Linked DNA regions of Rattus norvegicus: region 1 is linked to region 2. A link is a contact called in public Hi-C data. All regions are on one chromosome and are shown on one strand. Each heading gives the region's core, a stretch centred on a gene start, on an enhancer-like site or on the middle of the called end of the contact. The rest is flanking DNA. Distances are from core to core; before and after follow the strand shown.

What was found. A called contact is a pair of places that touch in the nucleus more often than the background predicts.
Region 1: a contact with region 2 is called in a Hi-C map of the A7r5 cell line, with 4 times the contacts expected there. The contact joins two enhancer-like sites. A contact is called at or near these places in 11 of 12 Hi-C or Micro-C datasets (the A7r5 cell line, the Rat2 cell line, Schwann cells and 7 more).

What each region holds. Positions count from the first base shown.
Region 1 is chr2:26,230,673-26,233,714 of GRCr8, forward strand. No RefSeq gene overlaps it. Among named protein-coding and RNA genes, the nearest start is that of Homer1, 47 kb to the right of the region's middle. Within about 2 kb of position 1,354, at least 21 of the 93 cell types and tissues checked have an H3K27ac peak or open chromatin away from gene starts, as enhancers often do. A contact at or near this core is called in the A7r5 cell line, where this site is marked.
Region 2 is chr2:25,951,278-25,954,261 of GRCr8, forward strand. No RefSeq gene overlaps it. Among named protein-coding and RNA genes, the nearest start is that of Mtx3, 150 kb to the left of the region's middle. Within about 2 kb of position 1,589, at least 9 of the 93 cell types and tissues checked have an H3K27ac peak or open chromatin away from gene starts, as enhancers often do. A contact at or near this core is called in the A7r5 cell line, where this site is marked.

The DNA of each region.
Region 1 (3,042 bases), core at 104-2,603, 280 kb after region 2:
GTTACATGAAGGTGCAGCTTAGCATCACTAGAAGCTGGCTATAGGGACCGCACAATATGTCATAGATATCCCCTGGCTCAGACAGAGTTCTGGTTTAATAACTCCATTCATCCCAGGCTGAAATGCATTCATTTTTTCTTTTATTTATGAGTTGATGAATAAAGCCATGTGATGTTCTTATCAGTCGGGTACCATGCTATGTTTCAGTGCATGATTGTATTTTGTAACATTTAAGCTGGATTAAACACATCTATTATTGTTTGAAGTGCATGGGATGGAATCTGGGACCACATCAAATAAATTATCACTTTGCACTGCCACAGCCCATGACATACATTTAATGTACTGAGACTACTAATCAGCTTAGCAACACAGTACACTAAGGAGGAGGATTCGTTGTTTCTTCTGGGATCTGCAGGTGCAGTTCCTCTGCCAAGAGTGCGTGTTGGACTGAGGTCACTCGTCCAGGAGAAGGTCAAAATCCAAAGTACGTGTTTTCCTTGATCCGTATTGTCTCATCATCATAAAGTGGCAGCGCTCTAAGTCAAATATCGCGTAAACCGTTGACTAACTGTATAGAAGTTGGGAGACACCTGCCATTTTAAAAATAATTATTCTCCAAAGGAAAAAAATAACACTTTTCACAAACTATAAAATAATTTCTTTTCAGGAAAGAATAAGAATATGAAAAAATAATAAAAATGAAGATAGTTAGCCTTGAATTTAAATACAAAAATCAACACATGAAGGAAGATTCAAGTTCCAAGTTGGTATATTTTCGTTTTCTCAGCATTTCAGTGAATAAAAATATACATTTAACTATATTTATTTTTAAAATGTCTGATCTTTTATATTTATTTTTAAAAAGTCTGATTTTTTAAAAATCTTTTTATTGGCTCTCCCCCTTGTTATCTTTGTCTTTTCCACAGTTCTGCTGCCTTTGAGAATGTTTTTTTCCTCCTTATAGGCTCATCTGACTTTCCAGGAGACAGCTCAAAAGAGCTGGGGCAAATGGGCTCCAAGCCAGAGACTTCAAGTTGAGCGGGTGCCCTGCCTTGGGAAGTGCAGCCCTGGGCAAGCCACTTCTGCTAAGAGACATAGCCCCACAGAATGGGGTTATTAAGCAGTAGCTAAACTATAGTTATCACCAAATTTTATTGATTTTCATATTGATTTTTGTCTACAGAAAGCTATCAGTTTTGCTTTCATCCATAATCATGCCTTGCTGGATAGCCTAAGTTGTTTATAGATCACAGCTTCTGTCATCCTCAGGTTTAGATACCCAACACTCTCCCTCCTAGACTCCACGACACCCTTCCCTCCGACTGGTGACTCATGTCTGAGCTGTCAGGCTTTCCTGGTTTGTATTCACCTCGGGACAGTCTCTGTTCTTGCTTCCCTGGCCATCTTCACCTCCTGCTGGTTCTTCCTGCCCTGCACAGACCCACAATTCAAAACGATGGTTTTCCCTAGAGTCTGTGTGCTTATCCTTCCTCAAACTGCCTCTTGCTACTCAGAATCTCCACTACCATTTTCCCACAGGCTTCTTGCTGGCAAAGTCCTGAAGACTCTCCACGTCCCACAGCTTCCTGCTCTGTCTGCATCTTTTGCATAGCCTCCCTGTTCCTGCCATATTCCCTTCAGGTGTCGATTCTGATGGAGAATAGGCCCAAGATAGGTGGTGTACAGCGGTAACCCCAGCACACAAGAGCCTGTGTCAGGACAACTGCATGTTCCAGGCTTGCCTGGGATACTCTGCAATCGAAAGGAAGCAGAAGAGAACATGGCAAGTCTTTGCACACTGTGGTCTCATAACCAGAACAGCACCGGTGTGTGGTAGTCAGTGGTACATAGGCAGACATTTTCTAGTCTTCTTGGTCTTTGGACTTGGTTCTCTAGATTTTCACAATCCATGCATTTTAGCATAGCGCTGTGTGTGTGTGTGTGTGTGTGTGTGTGTGTGTGTGTGTGTGTGTGTGTGTGTTTTAGAGCACTGTATGTGCTCTAGATCTGGGGTACACCTTCCTCCTAGTTAGCACACCGCTGGTACTTACAATAAGCATCTCATGGGGCATCGTTACCGCATCACGCATGTTATTGCTTAAGTCAAAGCTTTTATAATTAGAACAGAGAATGACTCAACATCCTTGCAGGAGGGGAGGAGAGGGGGTGGGGTGTATTTAAGACACTGCAGTGAGGCTGTGGGCATCCAAGCACCGGCAGCCTCACGGGAAATGAAGCAGCTTCTCTGTCTCTCACTGTGTCCTGGCATCTTCTGTCAGCCCCATCAGGTTTCAACTGCCTGGTCATGTGTCCCATTAGTTTTGATGTAATTTGAGTCCCTAACACTCTTGCAGCCTGCCTCTGTTGCTTCCTTTCTTGTTCTCAAAGATCGAAGAGTGCACTCCGATGACAAGGCTTGCCCGTCTGGGCCAACCCACATTTATTTATTTATTCATCAAATATTTATGGGACACCCGATACGTGCTGGGTACACTTCTACACGCCGACATAAATTTGACAAGAAAGACAGATGAGAACGTGTCCCTGGGGAGCTTACCTTTGGCTTCCTTCCAGCCAGTCACTATCGGCAGTGTTTGAGCTGGAAAGCACCTTTGGCCTCATGCTCTGAGTTGGAAGTAGGAAGGCAATGTCATGGGAGAGGCAGCATGGCCACCAAATCCACAGAGGTGAGCAAGGCAGACTCCCCTGCAGGATATGGAGGCAGGCATGGGAGTACTTTGGCATAACTATCCCTTGAAATTTTCAATACATGATGCATATTCCCTTGCTCCCGATGTATCTTATACGTGGCTTTTAAAGCATTTTTATGGGTATAGGTGCATATAGATGTATGCGGGCATGCACATAGAGGATAGAGGACAGCACTATTGTCATCTTCAGAAATGCCACCCACCTCCTTTGAGACAGAATCTCACTGGGTTGGAGCTCATCAATTAGGCCCCCAAGGGTCCTCATGCCTCCCCACCTAGCTCTAGGATTAAACATGTGTGCCACCACACCTGGAGTTTTTATGTAGAT
Region 2 (2,984 bases), core at 339-2,838:
GCATTACTCTTCATTACTCCCTTCTTTTTCAACCCTGCCCATTCCCTCGATTTCAGAATCTCTGACAGAGACTGGACCAAAGGTTATCAGGTACAATGACCAGTGCTGGCTTGGGCCATGGTGCTGTAGGACCTGGTTCTCCTCACAGCCCTGCCCACTTTGGTCAAGCATCACCTAAGATTATTAACAGCCTCCATTACGTGGCCAGAGTAAAACCCCTGACCCAGCTTTGAGAATACGGGCAGAGCAGTCTGAATGCTCAGCCTTATTCCCCTTACCTGTGAAGTATGGGTGATTATCTGCTTCACAGAGGGTGTGAGGTTTTCATAAGATGGACGATACAGAAGGTCCTCATCGGCAACAGAAGAATCTCACAGATGACTCAGTGCTGAAGGGCCTCTAGGGTAGCTGATCCGGAGAGCAGTCTCATACTAGAGGGATGGTGGAGATGGGCAGGGCGCCATCAGAATTTCTGTTCTCCCCTCCATGGGGTGGACTTGGTACCCATAACCTAAGTGCAGAGGACATGGAAACAGGGGGCCCCTGGGGCTGACTGACTATCCCTCAAAGCTTAACTGGTCAAACTCCAGGCCAGTAGGTAAGAGAACCTGCCTTTAGAAGTATTAGGAAGGTGGGTTGTGCCTGAGAAATGACTCTCGCACACACACCCCCTCCCCCTTCCCCGTCCATCCTTCCTCCCTCTCCCCTTCTCCCTCTCTCCCCCTCCCTCCTTTCCTCCCCCCTTCATATGTCACCTATACAAACATATAAAAACTAATGTATTACAGAGGGCACCAATGGATACATATTCAATTCATGTCGATCACTGCTGTTACCTTCATGGAATTCTCAGACATTATTTGAAAGTTAATTAGTTCTAGGAAAGTATTCCATGGCTATAGCTCATCTCCAAGTGACTTGTGAGGATTACATGAACATCAAAGTGCAAAACAATGAGGCCTTTTTCAATCCCTCAAGGGTTTTCAGAGAACGCCTGTCTTATTAGAACAGTCAACTAGAAAGTTTATAAACCAAAGCTGCAGGATCAGTTCCTTCATAAAGCCGCACTAACTCCAAGCCCAAATCACCAGTTGTCACTACCATTCAGCTGCAGGTCTAGCTGTGGCCAGCAGAGGGCAGTGTTGCACACAGACTTTGCCATTTCTTTGGAAGCTCCACTGTCCATAGTTTGGGGTATCCTCCCCCCCCCCTATTTTTTAATCTCCAAACTCTGAAAGAAAAGCCATGGCATTTCAGAGGCGACTGCTTTCCCCCACAGGATCTCATCTGCTTGTGCTGCATTTTGATACCCTGCCTGTTTCTGCTGGCTGCAACAGGCTCGGGTGATGTGGGAAGGCATTCTAAACTAGGAGGGTGGAGATGGGCCTTGCAATACGTGTACCCTGGAAAGTGGGGGCGCCCCCAAGCCCCCACCTCTCCCTAGAATCTGCTTGTGCGGCCACCTACTCTCCTGGTCTTTTCTTGGGTCTCTTTTCACCCACCTTGTTTCTGACGCTGACTCCACGCACTTCTCTCCCACACCATAGCAACCCTGGGACTCCAGTGACCTCCAGTGGTGCCTAATTGAGAGGTGCTTGTGAACATTTTCAGAAGCCCGTGTGTGAGACTCTGGGACACGCCCTGTAAGGAAATGTGTGGCTCTTTCGTGTCTCTCATCTCTTCATAACTCCAGCACCGCCTTCTTTGAAAAGCCTCTCTGGACGGAAAGGGAGAGTCTTGGTGTCCGTGCTCCCCGCGTGGGGTAGCCTGTCTCACCCAGTGACTGGCAGGCTGCATCGGGCCCAGAAAGTTGTTCTTTCCTTCCCCGAAGACTTCTATAGACAACAGCCCCTGGCCTCTGTTTCTGAAACTCCCACTCACCCTCGCATCCACTAGCCATCTGTCTCCCTCCCATATTTCTGACCTTTCAGAGAACAGATGAGTCAGACACCCTGTCTAGAGTCCACAGACATTCGCTTCGTCTTCAGCCTCTCCAGATCATGTGCGCTGGTGACTACATCTAACTTTCTCCTTGAACTTCCTGCCTCGTTTTCTCCAGTGGCCTTGTCTTCAGCCCCACTTCCTCCTTGGAGCAGCATGGCAGTCCTCCTGTGGGCAGCACTGCCCTGGATGTCCCCAGTCCTCCCAGGGGCATCCGGGTCTGTCCTGTTTTAAGCTCCTGGGGTCGTTTTCTCTCCTTGTGACACAAGATGAGTGTGGACCTGGTTCTCAGCATCGGCGCAGAATGACATTTTGACCACAGAGATAAGCTTAGAGGTAGACAGTGAGGGCAGCCATACCATCAGCCAGCTGCAGAGCCAGTGGAATTGGGAGAGAAATTCTCCTTCCTGTTGGAGGAGCTAGAACAGGGGATATTGGTATACAGAAAAGGATGAAAGGAAGAGAGCGTAGACAATAAGTCAAGCCTGGCCTCAGGGTTTTCAATGACACGAATTTATATATTCCTCCCCCACCCCCCCACCCCCCACCCCCACCCCCTGCCCCCCACCCCCACCCCCCACCCTCCCATCCCCCCACCCCGTTTAAAAACCAATTAGAGCTTCCTTATCCAGCTTGCCTGCACCTAGACCTGTTTCCTGTTCAGGGCGGTTGTAGGAGCCGCTGGTAATCCTGTTGTCTCAGGCAGACTGTCGGTGTGGTGTCTCCTGTAGGCGATCAGAGCGATCACTCTGTTCACCGTTGTGCTTACTGTTCTTAGCAATGCCGAAGCTCCGATGGAACCAAAGGCTGCTGCTGTGGTGTTGGAAATTACGGCAACGTAAGGCAGCCGGTTACAAAGGGCCACAAAACTCAGCGGTTTTGGAGGTCCTTTCTGAAGTTCTCTCCTCAGGAACAGCCCACCTCCTTCCCGCTTCTGTCGGTTTGGTGCATCTCATAAGAAGAGCCCCCGAGTCCTGGGCCTCCTTCCCACCACCCGGATTAGAGTGTGACCACTCTCAGTAAATGTCTGCTGTGGAGTTTTG